2 separate regions of the Pogona vitticeps genome follow, and region 1 is linked to region 2. The links are chromatin contacts, called in public Hi-C maps. All regions are on one chromosome and are shown on one strand. Each heading gives the region's core, a stretch centred on a gene start, on an enhancer-like site or on the middle of the called end of the contact. The rest is flanking DNA. Distances are from core to core; before and after follow the strand shown.

What was found. A called contact is a pair of places that touch in the nucleus more often than the background predicts.
Region 1: a Hi-C map of blood shows a contact between it and region 2, with 11 times the contacts expected there. The contact joins the promoter of UQCR11 here to the promoter of REXO1 in region 2. A contact is called at or near these places in 2 of 2 Hi-C or Micro-C datasets (blood and muscle).

Annotation. Positions count from the first base shown.
Region 1 is chr7:15,424,666-15,429,362 of PviZW2.1, forward strand. It overlaps UQCR11 (ubiquinol-cytochrome c reductase, complex III subunit XI), which reads left to right and starts at 2,776. Exons shown (of 4, transcript XM_078379088.1): 1 at 2,776-2,790. The coding sequence starts at 2,776. All of the region lies in intron 5 of MOB3A (MOB kinase activator 3A), which reads right to left. TCF3 (transcription factor 3) reads left to right here. Exons shown (of 20, transcript XM_020780846.3): 20 at 42-3,926.
Region 2 is chr7:15,202,576-15,207,829 of PviZW2.1, forward strand. It overlaps REXO1 (RNA exonuclease 1 homolog), which reads left to right and starts at 1,746. Exons shown (of 16, transcript XM_020780809.3): 1 at 1,746-1,920. The coding sequence starts at 1,746. SIRT6 (sirtuin 6) reads right to left here and starts at 1,788. Exons shown (of 8, transcript XM_020780869.3): 1 at 1,659-1,788. It overlaps KLF16 (KLF transcription factor 16), which reads left to right. Exons shown (of 2, transcript XM_072978761.2): 2 at 1-555.

The DNA.
Region 1 (4,697 bases), core at 1,526-4,025, 220 kb after region 2:
GCGCTCATAAATAAAATAGTTAACGGATTGTCTCTTTGCAGGTTTTTACTTTACGTGGGGAGCAGACGTCCGCAAGGAAGAAGGGAAAGGCATTTTACTGACTCACATGCAAACACATGCCCCGACGTGTGTCTGCACCAAAAACGAAGCAAAAACTGCGCAGCCCTGTTTCAAATACCCGACGCACGGCAACGGACTTATCAGCTTGCTAGAAGGAACTTGAAAAGAAAAGCAACGACGTTGTCAAATCAGAATAAGAGAAGAAAAACATACACAAAACCAACTGCAAAGTTTGCCTTAAGTGTATATTGTGGAACTCTTGATACATATCCTTGGGGGATCTTTTTTTAAAAAATACAAGTGGCTTGTTCACAAAAGGCCAGCAGGAAAAACAAAATTGTGCCTATGCGTTTATTATTTTTCTTTGTCTTTCTGTTTTGGATGGGTGGGTGGGTGGGAAAAAAAGAACATTAGTTATGATCATTTTTTTAACGTAGAACAAACATAGTAATGCCTTTTGGGTTTTGTTTTGTTTTTTTAAAAAGAGCTTCTTTTGCATATATGTTTTGTAAGCAACAACGGAAAAATGTGTAAAAAGAGAGAGACTTTTTCCCCATGCTTGATTTTTTTTTCTGCTGCTGTTTCTATCATTCACGTTGCATATTATTTTTGAAATAAGATCAACCTGAAATATTATTTTAAAAAAAGGTTTGTACGAAGAGACCAGATGTTCGAAAAGAAACAGAGGAACCGAAAAAGAAGAGTCAATGGGACTTGTGTGTTGTTATTTCAGCTCTGGAAAAGCTGTTAAGGTGGATTCAGCAAGGCAGGGCTAATAAATGTCCATAATTGGCTGGTGACTTCCATTATATATGAAAAAAAAAGAACAGAATGTACTGGTTTTATCTCTTTTCCACTCAATGTCTTTGGATACGGAAGGGTTTTGGGAGAAGTTGACAACGGAATTATCCAGCGTTGCGACCCAAAATCTTTTTAAAAGATGCTTTAAAAGTCTTAGGTTTTGCTATGCTCTCTTCCATCTCCCTCTAGACGTGGAATTTTTTAAAAAGTACAGTGGCCCCTTTTTAAGGGGAGGCAAAGGGATTATAAGGAGAAAGAAGTTCGCTTCCTCGGTGCTGTAGGGTGCGGGTCTTAATGGAAGACCGCCCTAAAACCAGCCCATCGCGTGTCCTGGACAACCCAGATGTTGAAAAGAAGCGGGTGCAAAGAAAAAGGACATAGATTCTGCCTTCAAAAGGCACATTTTTCTTCATGCCCTGGAGCGATCCAAAGGGGGGAACAAGAGGCAGGAAAGCTGGGAGCCAAGAAAAACAAGAACGACAAAAAGTTCCAACGCTATCAATCAGCTTGGAGGCAGAACAAAATGAAAAGATGCACTCTGGACCAAAAGAGAGAGAGAGAACAAAAGCGGCCGCATCCAGCAAAAGCAACCCCTCCCCCCTCCGAGGAAGATATGCATGACAGGTGAATCCCCTCTGTTGCAATATGTTTCAAAGGAAATGATCTGGTACCGACCGTGCACCAGGACGGATTTGTTCAGAAGACATAAGCTCAGCTGTTGTGGTCCGGAAGATTGGAAGAACCGCCACCGGCTGGTCAAGGTCCCATCTCCCAATGGATGTTTGGAGCGGTTTGGTCTCCCCTGCATCCTGTATTCACATGCACACATGGATTCCCTTTCTCGGAGAGAAAGCTGGTCGAATCTTCGTTCCCCTCTGTTGCCTGCAAGGTTCAGTCTCAGTCTCTTTGCATCAGTCCCAGATGGGAAGGAGGGGTTTGATGGCAGATTCACCCACTGGCTACGTTCCTTTGTGCTCCCACGTTGCAGCCCAAAAGGGAGGAAGGTGTGTTCTGTGCCTGCGGACATGGCTTCTGGGGAGAGGCATGGATTTGAGGCTGGGTCATGGGCCCCCGGAGTCTACAAACAGCGAGGTTCTGGGGAGAAATTAGAGAGGGAATGCCAAGCGTCTCGTTGACCTCCCCACCCAACATAGCTGATTCTTTGAAGAAAGAAAGCCTGGCAGAAAAAGGGGACCTCCTGGGGATTCATCTGGCCAGACCTGAAGAATTTCTGCCTGGGCCACAGCCTTAGTCTCCCACACGGAAAAGGGGGAAGAGTTGGTACCTACGATTAGTGAAGCCATTGTAGGTATCAGCTTCAGTGGTCTCAGTTTCTGACTGCAGATGTGGGTGTTCACCCTTGCGTCGGCACATCTGCACCAAGCTAGAAAACTGGAGAAAGTTCTCCTCGGGAGTAGAAGAGGAGGAAATCTCTTGAGACAACACCATAAGAGCCTCCCTGAGACCAAGAGGGCTGGTTGAGTCCCGATGAGCAAAATTCCATGCAGATACAAAAGCGAGCTCATTTCTCCAACCCCACCACTGCTCTGGTTAAATATCTCTGCAAGGTGAGAAATGGGAGAACCTTATTTTAACGCCAGATCTCTTTAACCTGCTTAAACACACACACACACACACACTAGTTTCCCCTCCTTCCTTTTTTAAGTTGTTCATTGTTTCGTTTTGTTTTCTGTTGTTTGCAGGTCTTCTGTTGATGGGGAAGGGTTTCTAACGGGGTGTCTACACTACAAGCTCTAAACCAGTTTCAAACCTGTTGTAACTGGGGAAGAAGTCCTGCTGTTTCATGAAGGTGTGGATAATTTTTGTGGTGGGGGAAGCATTACTGGCCACCCTCTGTGGGCCCACTCTCTTAGACCTATATTATCCTGACCCCCTGCTTCCAGGAGCTTCGAAATGGCAAGGAAACAGGTTTGAAACCAGTTTAGGTTTGTAACAGAAGATGGCACCCCCCAAAAAATCTTGAGATGGTTTTGTTTTTCGTTTTGGTGGGGAGGGTGAAGGACGATGGGGTTTTAGGAGTCAAAAAGGGACGACAAAAAAAGTCTTAGGAGAAACAGCATCATAGAAAAAAAATAACGTTTTAGTTAAAAAAAATATATAGGGGTCAAGCAGTGCAGAACAAAATGTAACTTGATTCCCATTAAGATATATTTTTTTAGGACGGGTGGGGAGGCATACCTCTTAACTTTGTTTTGAGGGTTTGTTTTTTTTTGTTGTGGGATGTTTATATATATATATTAAAAAATGAAATTTAAAAATGGGTCCTTTTCTTGCAGCCGGGGGGGAGGTGGCGGCAGCCACCATCCGGCTAGATGGTGTCTCACAGATATGAACACATCAGCTGAAGTCCCTTTGCTTTCTTTTTTGGGGGGCTACAGTCTCAACTTTATTTGGATTGGGGTCTTGGTGGTTTCTTTGTTTCGTTCGTTCGTTCATTCATTCATTCATTCTTTCCTTCTTTTGCTGCCTTTGTGTAAATCCAGCTGCACCTAGTTGGCTGAAAACCTTGTTATTAAATCAGATACACATTATAGTTTTGAAAGATATATATATAGTATAAATATATATATATATAAATATAAATATAAAAAATATGCCTAACCCCAATTTAAAAAAAGGAAAACAGAAAAAAAGTATTTGTGGGAGGGGGGTAGTATGGGGAACATTTTTTGGACTGAATCACAATTTCTGGAATTGGGGGAGCACGGGGGGGTTAAATTGTGTTTCCGAGTGCCTCAAGATATGGATTGTGTTCCTTTTTTAAAAAAAAAGAAAAAAGAAATAATAATAATTTTATACAAGTGTCAAGAAAATAAAAAAAACAGCTGGCTGGATTATTTGGAATTTTTAAATAATCCTTAACTTTTTTAAAAGTAGAATTTTGAGAACTGTCTTGTATATAACAGTAATGTAGCAATAAATGTGACATTTTATAACAATATTACTTTTTTTGTTTTCCGCCCCTCCCCTGTATCTGTCTTTCAGATGTTGTATACCTATCAATGAAAAAGTTGTAATAAAGGTTTTACCTTGTACTAAGTTTCCTTTGGGGTGCCTAAGCCTTTTGCTTCCATTTTGCCCTTCCTGGGCAACAAAACTGGACTATATATTATTGGACAAAAAATAGGAATATTTTCTGAATACAGTATTAGAAAGAAGGCAATGTGGAAACTCCTGTGTTATATTGTTTTAATTTAAATCCTTATTATGTTTTCATATAAACCATGTTTGCTTATGCTAGAAAAATAATCAAGATCAAGAGAGTAATAAAACTGCACACCATTATTTTTAAAGGAGAAAATATTAAGTGCAAGGGGGAAACGGACAGAAATCGGAAAAATAAGTGCAAGATATGAATGCAGTTTGGTATATGGAAATAACAGGAAAGTATACAACACACACAAATACCATAAAACATGAAAAGGTAAAGGTTCCCCTTGACAATTTTTGTCCAGTCGTGTCCGACTCTAGGGGACGGCGCTCATCCCGCTCTTCAAGCCATAGAGCCAGCGTTTGTCCGAAGACAATCTTTCCATGGTCACATGGCCAGTGTGATTTAGACACAGAACGCTGTTTACCTTCCCACCGAGGTGGTCCCTATTTATCTACTCGCATTTGCATGCTTTCAAGCCGCTAGGTTGGCGGGAGCTGGGACAGGCGACAGGTGCTCATTCCGTTGCGTGGATTCGAACTTACGACTGCTGGTCTTCTGACCCTGCAGCACAGGCTTCTGCGGTTTAGTCCAGTCTCAGTAAAATTGGCACATTCTGATTTGCATGTGCTGACTGTATTTGCACAATAATTTAATCTTGCCA
Region 2 (5,254 bases), core at 496-2,995:
CAAATTTGAATCAGGTAGCAAGCTTTAGAGAAGGATTTTGATTTTTCAGGTCTACAACTAGAAATACTATATTTTTTTGTGAAGAGAGCGATATGTTCCCAGGTTTTCCTTCCCTAAAGGCACGGCACAGACTTGGAACTGAGGGAAGTTACTTTGGGGGGGGGGGGGGGCGACAGCATCCAGAGTTTTGTCAGCCAGTTAGGATGATGATGAGGGAAGTGCAAAATGGAGAGCTTTTTTGTAAAAAGGGACATTCCTAAGCTGCCAGTTCAGTGGAGGCAAAATCCGTTTCAGAGCGCTTCATTTTGTCTTATAAACTAGGGTAAATTTGGAGTTTCCTCAGAGGGGAGGAGATAGGAAAAGTAACTTTTTTCTCCCACAAATGTGGCTGTTTTCTGTTGTGAGTGGAGTTGAACTGTGGGCAGAAAGGGGTTGTATTTCTCTCTCTTTCTCCATGTCTGTATTTTTGATAAGCCTTGAACCCAGCTTTGTATATGTGTGCACCGCATTTCCCCTTCCCATTTTGCTGTTAATTAAATAAAACAAACAAACAAACCCGTTGACTTTAAACTGTGTATCTGTCTTGCTGGGTTGTAAACAGATTTTACAGCTGTTGACCAAGTGAGTCATCCTGTTTTTAATGAGGCTCATTCTCTAGTTACAAGCTGCCTTGGTGCCTTTTAAAATATAAAATATTTAAAATAAATAACAAGAAGAGAGGAAAAGTTACTTTTTCGGAGAGTAGCCAAAAAGGCAGCATCCCCCCCCCCATTTGTGTGTGGGTTGCCCTCCCAACGTCGTTGAACAGCAGCTCTCATCAGCCTGGTCAGCAAAAGTCAGCTCCTTCAAGCCAGCTTTGGGAAACAAATGATCTGTGAAGTCAAAAAGCTTGCACACTTTTTTGGGAGGAGGTCTTGATTAACCCAAGAGAGTGATGGCTTTCATGGTATTTATTTTTTGGTCTCTTCTGGTGTAAGAGACGAAATTGCATGGTGATGAATCAGCTTTGGGAATGGGGTATAACTATAAACATTGCTCCTTACATCTACCAACAAGGCTTCCTACAGAAGGCAGAGGAGCCTTGCCTAGTAAAGAAATTGGCAAGCACAAGTTTCTTTCTCCCCACCCTTCAATTCCATTTCTAATGCTCCTGCTAGATTCCTAAACCTTTCTTTGACTGCCAAGGCACGTTGTCTTTCTGCTACTGGCGTTATTTATTTGTTAGTTCCAATTTCACATCAGGCCTTAGCTTAGCCACCTCGCTCCCAGTGTCATTCCGCCCAATGCAAGGGGTGTGAAGGACCTCGTGGAAGAAACCGAGCATGCGCCTTGAGATCTCCCGTGTCAGCGGCGGCCGTTTTATCTGCCCTTAGCTAACATGGCGGCTGTTATGCGGCCAAACGCCGCAGGTAACCCCACCCACCTCCTCGCCTTAATCCTGAGCATGCGTAGTTACGTTCCCGGCTCCCCTCCCAACGGAGCCAAGATGGCCGCCCATTTTGCCTCTCCGCCCCTCCCTGAGACTACGCATGCGCGCCCGGGGTCTCCTTGTTGTGGTCGGCGGTTGCCGCCCTCCGCCTTGCCCTAAGTGAAGATGGCGGCGGCCCCATAGGTTTCCCGGCACTGCGCACGCGCGGCTGCTCCCGGCGCGGCCTTACCTTGCCCGGAGTCAAGATGGCGGCGGCCTGAGGGTACGGTTGAGGGGAAAGAAGGCGCTTCCCTCCGGCCGAGGGAAGGCGGCCGGGATGCTCCGCTCCAGCGGCTTCTTCCGCGGCGTCGAGTGCCCTTTTGGGCCGGCCTGCGGGAGGCCCTACTGCCACTTCCGACACCCCCCGGGGGCTCCCCTCACGGCGGCGGCGGCGGGACCCCCGGGCCTTCCTCTTCCTCCTCGGCGCCCCTCCTCCAGTCGCTCTCTCTCAGGTAACGGTACTCTGCACCTGCTCAGAAGCCCTTGGGCGAGGGGAGGAAACGCCTCCGCCTCTCTTGAAAAAAGGCACTCTGTACACGCTCAGAGGCTCATTGGGGTGGAGGAGAAGGCGGCCAAGCTCCCTGGGACTGAAAAGCGCTCTGCACGGGCTCAGAGGTTTGTTGGGGTGGGGGGAGAAGGGGGCCGGCAGAGTGGGAGTGACAGGCGCTCTGCACATGCTCAGGGTTCGCGGCACAGGGGCCGGTGAGGGAGCGGTGGAGCTGAGGGAACTTCTGCGCATGCTCAGAAGCTCGGCTTCGCTTCCTTGGGGCAGGTAAGGGAGTGGGGCAGCGTAAGGGAACTCTGCGCATGATCAGAAGCGCTGTGGGGGGCCCGAGTAGGGCAAGAGGGCGCTCAAGATAAAGCCTCTTGACTCCAAAAGTCCTTTGCGCATGCTCAGAGGCTGTGCCGGGTGGGTGGGCCAGAAAGGGAGCTGCAGGCATGGGCCGAAAGGTGCTCTGCACATGCTCAGAGGTGCTTCAGGGGCGAGAAGGGGTGGAAGGAGGCTTCCCTCCAGCCTGTGCGAGAGGTGCTTTGTGTATGCTCAGGGGCATGATGGGTGGGAAAGCAGACCATCCCACCTCACCTGTGTCAAAAGCACTTTGTGCATGCTCAGAGGAGCAGCTGGATGGAGAAAAAGGGGACTAACAGAGGTCCTAACCCAGCATCCTCAAGGGCTATCCTGGTTTCTTCCTTGCCCTGGGAGAGTGGACTCCACATGCAAAGGTTGCACTCTGCTTAAGCCCAGATGCCCTCTTGATTTCCTCCAGTTATGACACTAAACTTTCTGTTTTTTCTCTAAATGGCCCCCACCTTTGCAGCGGCAGTAGAGAATACACTCTGCACGTGGTTAGGGGCATGAGAAATGTTGGGGGGGAGAAAGAGGGAAAAGAACTTTGTGTGCGCTCAGAGGCTCTGTTGAGGGAATCGAGATGGCTTCTTCTGGCCACTTTTCCCACTTGCCCAAGAGTATAGGAGAGTAGGGATTTTTTTTAAAAAAAAACTTTTTAAAATACTTCTTTTTTCATTCCTAGCACTAAAATATCTTCTGTAACTTGGCATTCTCCTGATCTCGGGGAAAGGGAGAGGGGGAAATGTGTAAAATAAGCCTTCAGGAGCCCCCTTAAACTTGAGAAATAACTCAGTGCGGTTTCTCTTTTTTGCTTCAAAGAGGGAAGTGTCTCTTTAAGAGCACCGCATGGATGTGGAAGGTGGATCTTTGACGGGTTTCCTGCTTGCCTTTCCTCCTGGTTTGCTTTCTGAGTTTATCTTTGCTGTCTAGGAGAGAAGTCCAGGCACCCATGGCTGGGTTTTGGGGCATCTTTGTGTTGGGTGGGGGGCTGAAGCTATAAAAAATACTGTAGATTCTTAAATTGCAACATAGTGGGTGGGGGGGGAAGACTTTTATTTTTGGAAGGAGTGACAGCATGAATAAGTACCTTTGTTGCTTGCTAACCCATGAGAACTCAGGTAAGGAAAAAGAAAATCATACCATCCACATATTTTTTTGGGGGGGAGGAGGTTTTGGGAAAGAATAGTGTGGTCCTAAGGTGTTTGCTTGGGGCGAACCAAATCCCCCATTCCAGGTGAGTAGCCATACTTACCTGGCTGTGGAAACCACCCTGCAGAAGGAGCTTGCGTGGAATTTTGATCGCTTCCCCTCCTTTTCTCCTGTTCCTTCCTTTTCTCCGAGAAAACACCACCACCAAATTCTCGCTTGCCTCTTCAGCCCTTTGCTGGTTGAGCGGTCGGGTCATTTTCATAAGGAGGTTCGCGGCGCCAAGTCCCTCCTGGATCCTTGCCCCAGCTGGGGAAAAATAAATAATTGCTGTTCTAGGAAAAGCGAGGGGGGGATCCAGCCGTCCACACACCTTTATTAGGAAACAGCACAAGATTGATGAGTTTTCATCATGGGCTCCAGAACTGCTTCTTAGCCGAGGTGTCCGCAGAACAGAGGGAGAAAATGACAAAAGCTGCCCAGGATCCAGGTGTTCGTGACTGCGTGTTACCTGCCGGTCCAGTGGACAAGCAAGATCACAAATCCAGCTTTTTTTGAAGAGGGTGATGTGTGGCTCCATTTACACCTGGCCCTGGTAGTGTTTGTTCAGAGGTTTATTAAACACCTGTGGGAGCCTGCATTGTCTTTAGGGCAGAAGTGCGGCGCAACATGGCAACCTTCCCGTCAGCATAGCCTGAAATGTAATTAACGAGGCGTCTTCTCCATGATCCCCATTTTCCTGAAACCGGTTCCGGCTGCAGCCCATTCTTGTTTACTAGAAGCCTTTAATTCTCCCCAATGGGTTACTGAAATAACCCTTGCGTGGGGTTGTGGGGGGGGAAAGGGAGGGAATTTTAGCTCATTTTTTTTGGGCACCCTGTGCTCGTTTCCAGCTAATTATAGATGGCGCGGTTGGCTTTGAAGTGCAGGTGTTCAAGAGCATACAAGTCCCTGCTTTGTGTACGTGGTGTTGTGTTTCTTGTGTTTTTTTTAAAAATTAGGGCAGACTTCGAAGGAGTGAAACCTGCCAGAGTTTCCAAAGCAGGGTTTGAGTTGCGTTTTTCAGTTCTGTCTTGACAGCTTACCATGAATGAAAGGTGCAAGCTAAAAATATGAGGTAGCATCTACTTCCCCTCACTCACGCACACATTCCCTTTGAAAGCTCAGGTGCCTGGTGGGCGCCTTGAAGATTAAACGTTCCACAAGTGGATGGATTGCCTAGAAAAAGAAAAGTTCTCTTGGAGGTGGGGTGAAACAGGGAAGGAAGGCGAGCTGGCAGGATCTTGGGATAGGAAATGACCACGCTGAGCCAGTGCTCGGTGTAAGACTTGGTGGTCTTATCTGTGGTTTGTCAAGGGAGGAGAATGAAGGCGACAGACTTGAGAAACCGATAAAAGAAGCAGTATAAGGAACAACCTCCTTGAACGTCTCTGAAGCTGCTCTCCGGGAGTTGTCTTAGAAGCGGTGGGAAAAGTCTTTACTGATCTGAGGGAATGTAGTGCGAGGCGGACTTCCAATTCCACATTATTCCGCTCCTTGGAACTGTTTTGCAGCTGTCCACACTGCCCGTTAGGTGGGGAGGATGGGTGTCGGAGTAGCCGTGTCTTGCGTTGGCTGACAGCTGCCTCCAACCTATCAAGGCCCCCCGCCCAGCCTCTTTCCTCAGCCTGATGGGTCGACGGGCAGCTGAAGGAAAAGAGTCTGCCGTAGGACTGGAGTTTGCTGTTTTTCCCTTCGGATTTATCCAGATTTCTAGGAAGAAAGTGAATATATATATATATTTCTTTTTC